Linked DNA regions of Sus scrofa: all the other regions are linked to region 3. Evidence: chromatin contacts called from public HiChIP or PLAC-seq and promoter capture Hi-C data. All regions are on one chromosome and are shown on one strand. The core of a region is the stretch at or near the end of the contact, and the rest is flanking DNA. Distances in the headings are between cores, read along the strand shown.

What was found. Promoter capture Hi-C pulls out the DNA fragments that hold promoters and counts their contacts. HiChIP or PLAC-seq counts read pairs in DNA pulled down with a chosen protein or histone mark.
Region 1: a contact with region 3 is called in a promoter capture Hi-C map of fetal liver, with 5 times the contacts expected there. The contact joins the enhancer-like site here to the promoter of RIOX1 in region 3. A contact is called at or near these places in 1 of 5 promoter capture datasets (fetal liver), 9 of 47 Hi-C or Micro-C datasets (alveolar macrophages, blood, embryonic fibroblasts and 3 more) and 2 of 2 datasets of contacts at active chromatin or transcription factors (alveolar macrophages and skeletal muscle).
Region 2: an H3K27ac HiChIP or PLAC-seq map of alveolar macrophages shows a contact between it and region 3. The contact joins the enhancer-like site here to the promoter of RIOX1 in region 3. A contact is called at or near these places in 1 of 5 promoter capture datasets (fetal liver), 32 of 47 Hi-C or Micro-C datasets (adipocytes, adipose tissue, alveolar macrophages and 16 more) and 2 of 2 datasets of contacts at active chromatin or transcription factors (alveolar macrophages and skeletal muscle).

What each region holds. Positions count from the first base shown.
Region 1 is chr7:96,620,752-96,624,700 of Sscrofa11.1, reverse strand. It overlaps PAPLN (papilin), which reads right to left. Exons shown (of 27, transcript XM_021099491.1): 27 at 2,214-2,922. The coding sequence ends at 2,642. It overlaps NUMB (protein numb homolog), which reads left to right. Exons shown (of 9, transcript XM_021099490.1): 9 at 1-431. Among named protein-coding and RNA genes, the nearest start is that of PAPLN, 38 kb to the right of the region's middle. Within about 2 kb of position 2,695, at least 23 of the 83 cell types and tissues checked have an H3K27ac peak or open chromatin away from gene starts, as enhancers often do. A contact at or near this core is called in fetal liver and liver, where this site is marked.
Region 2 is chr7:96,642,186-96,646,142 of Sscrofa11.1, reverse strand. NUMB (protein numb homolog) reads left to right here. Exons shown (of 9, transcript XM_021099490.1): 4 at 3,924-3,957. Among named protein-coding and RNA genes, the nearest start is that of PAPLN, 59 kb to the right of the region's middle. Within about 2 kb of position 1,897, at least 1 of the 83 cell types and tissues checked has an H3K27ac peak or open chromatin away from gene starts, as enhancers often do. A contact at or near this core is called in alveolar macrophages, where this site is marked.
Region 3 is chr7:96,821,562-96,825,665 of Sscrofa11.1, reverse strand. It overlaps RIOX1 (bifunctional lysine-specific demethylase and histidyl-hydroxylase NO66), which reads right to left and starts at 2,593. Exons shown (of 3, transcript XM_021099492.1): 1 at 753-2,593. The coding sequence starts at 2,510. HEATR4 (HEAT repeat-containing protein 4) reads left to right here. Exons shown (of 16, transcript XM_021099493.1): 15 at 326-384.

The sequences.
Region 1 (3,949 bases), core at 1,446-3,945, 200 kb after region 3:
TCAATCTACTCTCTAGAGAATATGTATTTTCTTTTACATATTGCTGCAGTTTCCTTCTGTTAATCCTTTAACACTAGTGACAATGACATAATCATATCCACAGAGGGGAACACAGGTTACTGTGTTGGTTTGTCCTGTAGGTGTTGGTGGATTTTGTTTTGTCCTTTGTTTTGTTCCCATGAGTGTTGTAGGGATGGAGATTCTGGTTTTATTCGCACTGTGTGTGTGTGTGTGTGTCCCTCCCCACCCCTCTCCCCTGTGGCGAGCAGAACATCCCATTGCCAGTTGCAGCCACTTGACCTCTGGTAACATGAGATCCCATCTCATTTTTACTTTTGAACGTTGGCCTTACAATCAAATGTAAGTTATATATATTTGTACTGATGAGAATTTATAATCTGCTTTAACAAAAATAAATGTTCGTGGTAGAAGCTTTTGGCCATGAAGAGCTATTCTTTCCCCTTTTCTTTATTAGCAAGTGAGTTTTGGTTCTTTTTGGTCTTGTTCTCTCTCCATCACGGCTGCCACAGATCTCTAGTTTAATGGCTGGAAAATCTTTTGTTGGACTACCATATTCTTCAATTCATACTTTAGGCTTTGGTTGTTCCTAAGTGCATCTCTAATGGCAGATTCTTGCTGCTCAAAGTATGGAGCAGCTGGTTAGCGATCCAGAACCTCAGCCCCACCCAAACTTAGCAGTCAGAATCTGCATTGGAACAAGATTCACATTCTGAGAAGTCTGGAGTCGAAGCAGTGATTTGCAACCTTGGATGCATGTTATAATCATCTGGGAGCTTTCAAAGTCCTCATGCCCAGCCCATACTCCAGACCAACTAAATAAAAATCGGGGGAGTAGAACCCCAGGTTCACTTTTTAAAAAGCTCCCAGTATTGGAAGTGGGTTGAAAACCTCTGGTCTAGATTGAGTTCTACTCTAACTTCAGCCTATGACCCTGTGACTCGTTCTACAAAGAGCTAAGTAACTTCACACTTCCTTCTGAGATGTTACCAATTGGCCAAATACTAGTTTTAACTAGAGAAGAGGGGACTGCAAGAAAGCAGCCCTTATTTTTCCAAGTTGTATAGCAAAACCAGCCATGGTAAGTGAAAACAGGCCTCCATTTTTTTTCGCAGCATATAGAGGTTCCCAGCCTAGGGGTCTAATTGGAGCTACTGCCAGCCTACACCACAGCCACAGCAACGCCAGATCCTTAAACCGTGGAAAGAGGCCGGGAATCAAACCAACAACCCTCATGGTTCCTAGTTAGATTCATTTCTGCTTGCACCACAACGGGAACTCCATTTTTTTAAATGGAAAAAAGGTCTGTGCCCTGGCCCGTTTCTTTTGTTAAATGAGAGGTAGACCAAGAAATATCACTTGCCCATGACTCAGGATCTCTTTTCTAGTCAGTGTGCTGGTAATAAAAGTCACCTTCCCCTGTAATGCCAATCTTTCCTGAGTCCCAGAATGACCTCTGCTACTAGGCCTGGCCAGTCCTCTGGAAGACTTGAACAAGGTTAAAGTGGAAAGGAACTCAGGGGCTCATTGAAACTGGGCCTCTTGTTTTAGCAGCAAAGCATTAAGAGGCTCTGAGAGAGGAAGAATGACTTCTTCCAACTCGGACCATTTCAGAAACTACTTCCCTGTTACTACATCATCCTCCCCTCCATTGGTACCCCCCATCCTGCTGGTGCTGTTTTAGTTTTTTTTGGTTTTTTGCCTTTTAGGGCTGCACCTACAGCATATGGAAGTTCCCAAGCTAAGGGCTGAATCTGAGCTACAGCTGCCAGCCTACACCACAGCCGCAGCAATGTGGGATCCAAGCTGCCTCTGCGACCTATACCACAGCTCATGCTAACACTGGATCCTTAACCCACTGAGCAAGGGCAGGGATTGAACCCACATCCTCATGGATACTAGTGGGATTCATTTCCACTGAGCCAATGACAGGAACTCCCTGGTGCTGTTTTAAATAATAGACTGGTTTTTATCTGGCAGCAGGTACCTTGCATCACAGATTCCTGCTTAAGGAGGAGAGGCTCCTCGGTCCCTGCGCGGAGCGGGCCCAGCTCCCATGGCCCGGCTTGTCAGCCTCGGGAGGAGGGCTTCAGCCTCCTGGTGAAAGGAAAGAGCTTTTCTAGTTCTTCATATTCAGCTGGTGATGCACCAGTTGCTCTTTCATCCTGGATCCCCATCCTGAGCCTTTCATTGTATCCCCTTTGCCAAGAGCTTTCACACCCACCAAGCTGGTAATGGTGCCGCACAGGTGAGATTGGAAGCTGGTTGCTGTACTACCTAGAAGGCCGGGAGAGATTGAGCAATGAATTGCTCTTTGGACCCCACATGAGATCTAGTCTAGCAAAGAATGCTTCTTTGACACAACAGGAGCTAGTGTTCCTGTATGAGATAGGAATTAACTTTGAGATCATTAAACCCCACCACCACCTAGCTTTATAAATGAAGTGAGAACCCTGGTTTGCTTTCAAACACAGTGAATTGATTCTATATAACTGAAATTCTGGAGGGAAATTATCCAAATAGATTCTTGACAACTCAGCAGGCAGCTATGGTTATTAAGTCAGGGAAGCAGACCCTGCTGAGGACTGCCCAACAGCTGGAGCAGCTTTGGACAGGCCAGTTATCAGGAGGATAACTGCCTCTGCCAGCCAGACGGGGGAGAGCGAGAGCCGGTCTCCCGCGCTCCTAGCCCTAGACGTTGTCTCGGAACTGGGGCTGCAGCAAGCCTTCGTCCTCGCTGCCAGATGGGCTGAGCGGGAGGCTGGAAACGAGAGCAGCTGGCACAGCAGAAGCTGGAGTAGTATTCATTGCCGCAGAGCTGGGCCTGCAGGATCAAGTCGCAGTTGGCCAGCTCTGGCTGGTCGACGCAGTCCCTACTGGGGTCCTTCGGCTGGGTGGCCAGTGCTGCAAGACAGTGAGGGGAGTGGGTGGTAAGAAAGCCGTGTGTGCTGAAGAAAACTCTCACCTACAATCTCATTTCCTACAAGGAAAGCAGCACTGTAACTGCCGGCTTCCGAGAAGGGTGCAGTTCCTCTAACCCTTTAACACCTGTAAGTATACCCCCAGGGGGATCCCTTCACCCGCAGCTGGCCTTGCTTCAGCAGGCAGCTTCCACCCGGTGCTCTCAGATTCCAAAACAGTGACTGACTGGGTGATTAAACATCTCTGGACGTTAACTCCCTGCCCTGACCATTGAGACCTAAAGAGCTGGACAACTGCCTTGGCCTCTGGGTTGGGAAGAGGAGAGAGTAGGATCATTCCTACACACATTTCTGAGCTGTCTTCTCTCTCACTGCTGGTTTCCTCCAGCCTCAAGAGTTCTGTGCCTTTGACAGCCCCAACACTTCCCCCGGGGAAAGCAGTGAGGTCATAGGAAGACAACCTGACACTGCGTAGAGCACAAAACACCGGCTGCCTTCTGCTCTGAATTTACTTACTAGGAGCTTCTTCTGTATCTTATAAATCCCTGTGAGTTTCATTCTGCTGCTTCATCTTAGGACTGCCATGGCTAGTTACCCTCCCTCTTCTTTCTAGAAGGGGCTCTTATGACAGCTTGACTCAGGCCTGAGCAGCACCTCCCTGAAAATCAGACCTCATGGGACTGGGCAAAGCCTACTCCACGCTCCCTCCCCAAATACAACTAAAAGACCATACCAAACCAGCGAACGGTTTTACAAAGGCTTGATACATACAGTATGACAAGAGTACAAACGACCAACATTTACCTAAAGAGTAAGAAAGCCATTTATGCTTATTTTTAATTAAAAATCATAGCTTTGGTATCAACTTGATCTCAGCCGCTGCAGCCCCTGGGCTTCTCACACCGACATTGGGCGTGCTGAGTGGCATCCTGGCTCTCACACTAACAGCTGGGGGACTTTGGACAAATTGTCACTTAGCTCTCCGTGCCTTGGTTTCCTCATTGAAATGG
Region 2 (3,957 bases), core at 648-3,147, 180 kb after region 3:
ATACTGTCCCAATACTGCTATTGTAAATCTTTACTTTTTTTTTTTTTTTTTTTGCTTTTTAGGGCCGCATTTGCAGCATATGGAGGTTCCCAGGCTAGGGGTCTAATCAGAGACGTACCCGCCGGCCAACGCCAAAGCCACAGCCACTGGGGTCCAAGCCGCATCTGTGACCTACACCACAGCTCACGGCAACACCAGATCCACTGAGCAAAGCCAGGGATCGCACCTGCAACCTCATGGTTCCTAGTCGGATTCATTTCCACTGTACCACAACGGGAACTCCATAAATCTTTACTTTCTTACTCTGCCTCTTTACCTTTTTCTCCCTAGCAAAGTAAAGTAGGTGATCTCATCTCCTTTACAGATGAATTTGTGGCTCTCTGGAGTGAACTTCCTCAGTTTGTCACTCACTCCTTTACAAATCTATCTTTACTCCATCCCTCCATTTCAAGGAAGGGACAACCCTCTTCCCATCTAAAACTTGTATTCTAGCCTCATCCTATTTTGCCTCCTGGAGGACTGTGTTCTATATATTACTCTTCCCTTTCTTGGGCCTGCAGTCTCAGTACTTTACAGATAAAGAAATAGAAGCTCAGAGGATTACATAACTTGCTTAGCTTATAAATAGTGGCATTGAATTCAGGCTTATATTTGTCTTACTCCAAAATCCATTCCGTTTCTAGTATATCATGCTAATTTACCACAATTCTAAAAGGACCTCCCTTGATCCTCTACCTGTCCCCCCTTGCCTTATAGCTCTTTTTGTCTTTTTAGAGCCGCACTCGAGGCATATGGAGGTTCCCAGGCTAGGGGTCTAATCGAAGCTGTAGCTGCTGGCCTACACCAGAGCCACAGCAACGCCAGATCCAAGCTGCATCTGCGACCTACACCACAGCTCACAGAAATGCCAGATCTTTAATTCACTGAGTGAGGGATCAAACCCACAACCTCATGATTCCTAATCGGATTTGTTTCTGCTGTGCCACATTGCGAACTCCCAAAAAAAAAAGCTTTTTTAAAGAGAGCATTTAATATGTGTAGACTCTTCTTGCCTTTCATTTACTTCTCAACCCATTATAGTCTGACTTCACTTTTTTATTAGTCAAATCCTGCAGAGAAACAGAATCACCATCTGTTTCTCTCTCTCTGTTTTTAGATATCTCTTTCTATCTATACATATGTGTGTGTATATACATATATGTATATGAAGGGAAGGATTTATTTTAGAATTCATGCATGTGATTATAGGGTCTAGCAAGCCTGAAATCTGTAGGCAGACCAGCAGACTGGAAATTCAGGGAGAATTTCTACGTTACAGACTTAAGGTGGAATTCTTCTTGGGGGGAACCTCAGTTTTTAATCCTTAAGGCCTTTAACTGATTGTACGAGGCCCACCTATATTATCAAGGGTAATTTCTTTTACCTAAAGTCAATTGATGTAATGCCTTTATAGCAACCTGTAGACTAGTGTTTGATCAAACAACTAGACAACCATAGCTTAGCCAGTCTGACAGATAAAAGTAACCACCACAACCCCTGTCACTCTGTCTTGTCTTACTCGTTGCTAAGTCCAATGGGCACATTTTACATCTTTCCTTCCGTGGTCATTTTGCAACATTTGACATTTTGAACCAATTTCTTCTCAAAACCATTCTCCTTTCGTTTCAATGACCCTACTCTCTCTTCATTCTTCTGTCCCACTGGCTGTTCCTTTTTTTTAATCCCCTTTTTGGCCACACCTGAGGCATATGTAAGTTCCCTGGCCAGAGCCTGAATCTGAGCCACATCTTCGACCTATGCCTCAGCTGAGGCAATGCCAGATCCTTAAACCACTGCACCAGGCCAGGGATAGAACCAGAAACACCATAGAGAAAAGCTGTATCATTAGCCCATTGCGTCACAGTGGGTTTTTTTGCTATTTCACTGCCCATCTCCCAGTTCCTTAATTATTGATATTCTCTCCTGGCTTGGCCTTCTTATTACTCCCATGATTGATGTCTCCCAAAACTAAAATTTCATCTTAGAATTCTCTACTGAGCTTTAGATCTATATATTCAATTGTTTCAGTATTGCACAGACATCACAAACTTCGCTTGTCTAAAACTGAAATCCTATTCTTCACCTCCCAAACTTGCTTTTGCATCTGTTCTCTATCTTAGTTAGTGGTACCCTCTCCACCCAGTTAGCAAAGCTGGGAACCAGAGAGGAGTCTTCACCTTCTCTCTTACATTTACCATTTAAGACTTTCTCATCTCTCTCTGTCTCAGCCAAGAGAGCTAAACCCTCATTTTCTCTCACTTGGAATCTTGTCGTGGACTTTCTACCTCCTGTCAGTCTCTTTCCAACTCCTCTGCTCTGCCGCCCTGCTGCTGAAGTGATATTTTTTAAAAATACAAATCTGTTTAATTGTATTTAAAATTCTTTGCAAGTAGCTCCTAATTGCCCACAGAATTAAGATAGAATTCTTTAGCAGGTATCCCCGGCCCTCTATGGCTAGGCCTTTCCTGCTCTTTATCTCCCACTATGCCTCACCGACCCACCCTATTTTCAGGCCACACTGGAATGTCCTCTACCTCCACTGCTTCCTTGCCTTCCTACCTGGGGCATCTAGAAGCATTATTTTAGTACCCAGTTCAATCTTTTCTTTTGAATAACCTTCCCCAAGTTCCACATATAGATTTGACCATGCCTCCTTCTTGACATTGTTATACACTGTTTTTGGTTCTACTCCAGCACTCATTACTGTATTAATTTTTGTTTATCTGAGCATCACCTTTCAGTGGACGGTGAACTCTTCAAGTATTTCTGCTGCCTGGCATGTAATAGGCTCTCATCAGAAAAGTTGCAGTGGTGGAGATGAAGCCTGGAGTGGATTACACAAACACTTTCACTTAAATAAAGCCATGCCTTCTATGCTGGGTTTGGGCATGTACAGTGGAGAATGGTAGACATTTCTTTATCCTTCTTTGTCCCTTCTAGAGGCTGCTGCTCCAACTTTTAGTACCAGATTCCTTTTGATCTATACTTTTTTTGATATTCTGATACCTATTCTCAGCCTTCACTTTGCTTTTATTTTATTTTGCTTGTATCCTTGGAGTAGTAGAAATGAAGCTGATAAATTACTATTAGAAATGCCCACTGTCCCATTTTCTTTCCATCACAGGAGAAATCATACATCAGCTTGTTCTCATGTGATTTTGTGTGCCCAAAGTCTTCTTAGCCAGTAAAAAGAATTTATCTTATAAGGATAATAATTTTCCAACAGTTTTTTAATCCTCCTATGTCCCCAAACTGTCTCTATGCATTTAATGTCAAATTAAAAACTAAACTAGCTCTGCTCTAACCAGTTCAGTTTCTTCTAATCCTGAGAGAAGAAATAATGGTTTTTAAAGATTATTTAAGGAGTGATGAAGACATCGTGGGTTTTTAAGATGAAAATTTCAGGGTCTTGCTAAATACATTGGCCTCAAAGGATAGTAGAATGGTCAGCATCTCAATTTAGACTTTATTACTTTCTACTCTAGATACACTCATAGAAGCTACTTGTGGTGTAACTCCTTATGTTTTAGTATTTATCTAACTCTTGGTTTTTGTGATTGAGTTTCAAAATAGGTAAAGAATCTACTTATTCTTTGCCCTTTATGGAATGTGATATCTTGGGTTTTATTCCATCTGTCCCCTTAATTTTATCTTATTGTTTCGCATTGTGTTTCTAAAATAATGGCTTTGGCTTGTTTTTTCCTGAATGTTTCTGCAGTTTGGTTTGCATATCTGGCTTTGGGCACTTTCCTGAACTTGGTCTCCATCTGTACTTGTGACTTTTGGAAGGCAGAAGTCAATGTTGTCTGTGGAAGATGACTTTTTTTTTTTTAATATTGTATATGTGTGTGTCTCCCCCTTTCCTTTTTGGTTTCTCCTAAAAGACTGGAAAGAAAGCGGTTAAAGCAGTCCTGTGGG
Region 3 (4,104 bases), core at 1,344-3,843:
AGTCATGTAATAATCTACCTTTAGAAAAGGAAAACATTCTTTGGCACTTTAATAACTTTTCTAACATTCACACAAACTTACAGTTACGAAAAGGATGCTGACCCCAACCCTCCCCCCAAACTAAGAGAACTCAAATGAAGGATGCAAATTCCAAATAAAAACTAATAATGTCTCAAGCAGAATAACACAGCAAATGCTACGTAGTACGCTTAAGCCTGAGGGTGATGATGAATTCGGTACTCTGAAATGATCAGGAATCGAGTTTACTGCTGCAGAAATAGCTCCTTTTTCCACCTCCAACTTCTGCTTTTACTTTTGTGCCTAGATGAGGTGGTGGTTTCTAGAAGACCATCTGAGTTCTGTGACATTGAAGCAGTCATAAAGGTAAATGTAAGCACACTGATGGTGATCAAGGTAAGAGCATGAGTTTTTTTTCCTTCCAAAAAGGTGGTAGTGGTAAGAAAATCACTACTGTCCTGTTTCCAGCAATCAACAGAGAAACTAGTTCAGGTTAGAGGCATCTTGGTGAGTAGCAGCCCCTTATCATATAACATGGTTGCCAAAGAAAGCTGGTCCTCCACACTGTCACAGGGCAAGTCCCCTACTCTCACAAACTCTGGGTAGGAGCGAAGCAAGAGTTCCATGGCATCAGCTTGCTGCGGGTATATCTCCAAGCATTTGGGCTCTTCCAGATGATAAACTCGGGAGTTTTCCACTGTGTAATAGAGAAACAAATGGCCACCTTCACCTACCAGCCGAGCTATACCATCTTGAAGCATGTGCACTTCTGTTTCTGTTGTCAGCTGGGCCCCCACGTTCACAGGTTCTCCAGCCTCCCAGCGAATTGGGAGTCCATAAACGCTTAGTGCCCTCTCCCTGTCAGTCAACACAGGGGGCAGAGAATCGTGAATGAAATCTTTGGCTCGCTGGTCGGCCACAGCATCGACAGGCGCAAAGTGTCCCAAGCGGGCAACCAACACCCGCACCTTCTCCATGAAAGCAGTTCTCCGCGGATCCTTAGAGTCTGAATGCTGGGCCCCCATGTAATCCATGAAGTCTCGGGGCAGTCCCCTACGGAACTCCACGTTTTCTTCCATTGCAGCCTGCACTGCCAGAGGCAGTACAGCCTCCAGGAAGTCGCCCCAGGTATTGCGCTGGTATGTGGACAAGGTCAGATGCAGAGAGTGCACTCCGTCCTGGCATTCGGCTTGGTGAATGAAGCCTCGGGGAAAATAAAGCAAATCTCCAGGTTCCAGCACCGTCTGCAGCACCGGCTCACCGAGGTCGTCCTGGCTGAAGTTGGGACTGGATGTCAGGGCTAGTTCCTCAGTCGGGACCCGCGGTCGGTAGACCCGCCAGAGTTTCCTACCTTCCAGCTGCAGCACGAAAGCCTCAATGTCGTCGTAGTGGGGGGCAAAGCCCTGCGAGTTGGGGGGCGTGAGGTAAACGTTGGAGCCTGCCATGCTTCCAAACTGCTCTTGAAGCACAGCCAAAAACTGCCACACGGTGGTGGAGAAAGCCTGCGGACAGAGGAGGCGCAGGGAGCAGCCGGCCTGGTACAGGGACCACGCGGCGGCGGGCAGGGCGCGGCCGGGAGGGTTCAGAGTCTCGCGCCGCCCGTTGATGTAGCGCGCGGCGTCCAGGTGCTGCCCGAACTGGACCTCCTCGTTCCGCAGCATGGAGTCCAGGTCTGCGGTAGAGAAGAGACCCTGGTAGTAGGTGTGGTCCTGCCGCCGCACCAGCACCGCCTCACGCTCCCACAGGCGCCGGTAGAAGTGGTCTGGCGGCATGGGCGAGATGAGCCATTCAAAGAGGCGCGCCGCCCGCCGCCGGCTGCTGGGGATGCGGTTCAGCTCGGCCAAGACGCGCTGCAGAGGAGAGTCCCAGGGCAGCTCCCCGTTCATGCTTTCCCCCTGAGGCCCCGACAGCGTCGCAGGAGCCATGGACGGCGGGGCGCCCGCCAAGTGCTGGGCAGAGCACAACAGGGTAGAGTTCTCCACCCCGCGGGCCGGCGCAGCGGCCACCTCCACCAGGCGCGCGGGCGGCGCCGAACCCGGCACTAGGCGCGCGGGCAGGGCGGGCCCCTCCATCAGCCGCGCCGGCGGCGTCTGCGCCTCCACCAAGCGCGCTGCCGGGGTCTGCGACTCCACCAGGGCTCGAGGAGTCTGCAGGGAGCGGGACGCGGGTGAGGCCTCCAGCAGCTCCGCGGGCCCGAGGTGGCCATATGGCTCCCGCCGGGCGGCATCCGGAAGGCCCACCACCCCGCCAGCCAGCGGGTCCACGGGACCGTCGACCGTCGACTCCACCCTCGAGTCCTCCGAGTCCTCGCTTGGCAGCGTCTGGGCCCTCAGCGCGGCCATGCGGGACGCGACACTTCTCCGCAGCTGCCTTCGGATCTTCCTGGGCCTCAGGGGCAGGGCCAGGACCGACCCGCTGTGTGGCTGAGGCTGGCGCCGGCGCCTCAGCCGCCCGCGCCTCAGCAGCCCTGCGCTAGCCCGGAGCCCGTCCATGGTCCGACCCTCTCCGGAGCAGACAGCGACAAACCGGCTCTTGCAGGCCGCGGCCGCCGTGTACTCTGGGAAGGGGGCGGGCCTCCAGCCGCACTGGGTTGTCCACGCCCACCATTCTTCCCCCTGGCGCCTCCCGCGCGCCGGGTTAGAAAATGTTAACTTAATTAAATGCCTGGCTTCCCCAGCTAGAGCACCTGAGTCCTTGCGTGATTAACCTGGTGTCTCTGTTTTGTGGGCAGTTTAAAAATCAAGTTGCCAGGGACTCCAGGAGAAAAAAGTTGGCTGCTTCACTCCTCTTTCGTTCTAGTATCTGCACTTTGCAGTGTTCCCCGGGTCTTCCTCGTTTCTGAATAGCATGTTCCCCAGCTGCATCACAAATTTTAAGTCATTGTGCTCCCACCACAAAAAAGAAGGTATGGGCTTTTCTACTCTTGTTCTTGATATCTGCCTTTCCCACTCCCTCTGGAATTTTGTTTCATTAACTACAACTTCTATCCCCAGAATCTCTTCTCCTCTGAACTTTATGTCGACTTATTATTATATCTGAGCCTTATTATATGTGGGCACTGTGGTAGGCATGAGAGTGCAATTGCTGAGAACATCGTCACTGTCTCCATGAAACTATTGTTGCTTTATACATAAAGATGACTTGTGTTCATTTGAATCATTTATTATAAATTCCCAGGAATGGAATTGCTACGAACAGGATAATTTTTGTCATTATTATAGGTTTTACCGAACTCTCTCAGAAAGAGTTCACAACCTTACAAGCAATTATAAGCATGTTAGACTACATGGTCTCTAGGGCCTTTTCTGTGGTTCCATTTGATCTTTCAATCCTCTTTCTCACTCACATTTCAATCCAAACACTTGGAGTCTAAAAGCTTTTAGATTTTACTCCTCTTAGGTGTTACATTTACCCGTTTTATTTCTCTTATGGTCTATTACAATGGTCTGCTACTTGGGGTGGATTTTGCCTCCCCAAGAAACACTTTGGGGGAGGAGGGTTGATGCTATAGCATCTCATGAGTAAAAGCCAGAGATGCTGCTGAACAGCCACAATGCAAAAGACAACACTCCACCCCCAACAAATAATTATCCAACCTGAAATGTTAATAATGCTGAGGCTGAGAAACCCTGGTCTATTACAAGTGGCCTCCCAACAAGTCTCTTTTTAACTTTAATTGCCCCCTGTGCTAATTTATAACACAAGTAAGGACAAAATTAGTTTTTTCAAAGTTCCTGGTGTGGAGCAGCAGATTAAAGATCTGGCATTGCCACAGCTGTGACATAGGTGACGGCTGCAGCTCAGGTTCCATCCCTGGTTGGGAAACTTCCACATGCCATGGGTGTCGACAAAAAAGAAAAGAAATTAGTTTTCTCAAGCTTTGGCCCCAAACCTACCATCACCCTACTCAAAACCCATCCATGTGCCCCAGGTCTTGTTTTTTGTATCCACTCAGCCAGTCTGTGTCTTTTGGTTGGAGCATTTAATCCATTTACATTCAGTGTAATTATGGAAGTGTGTGTTTATTGCCATTTTGTTAGTTGTTTTGAATTTTTGCTTTGGGCTCCCCTCCCCGTTCTTTTGCTG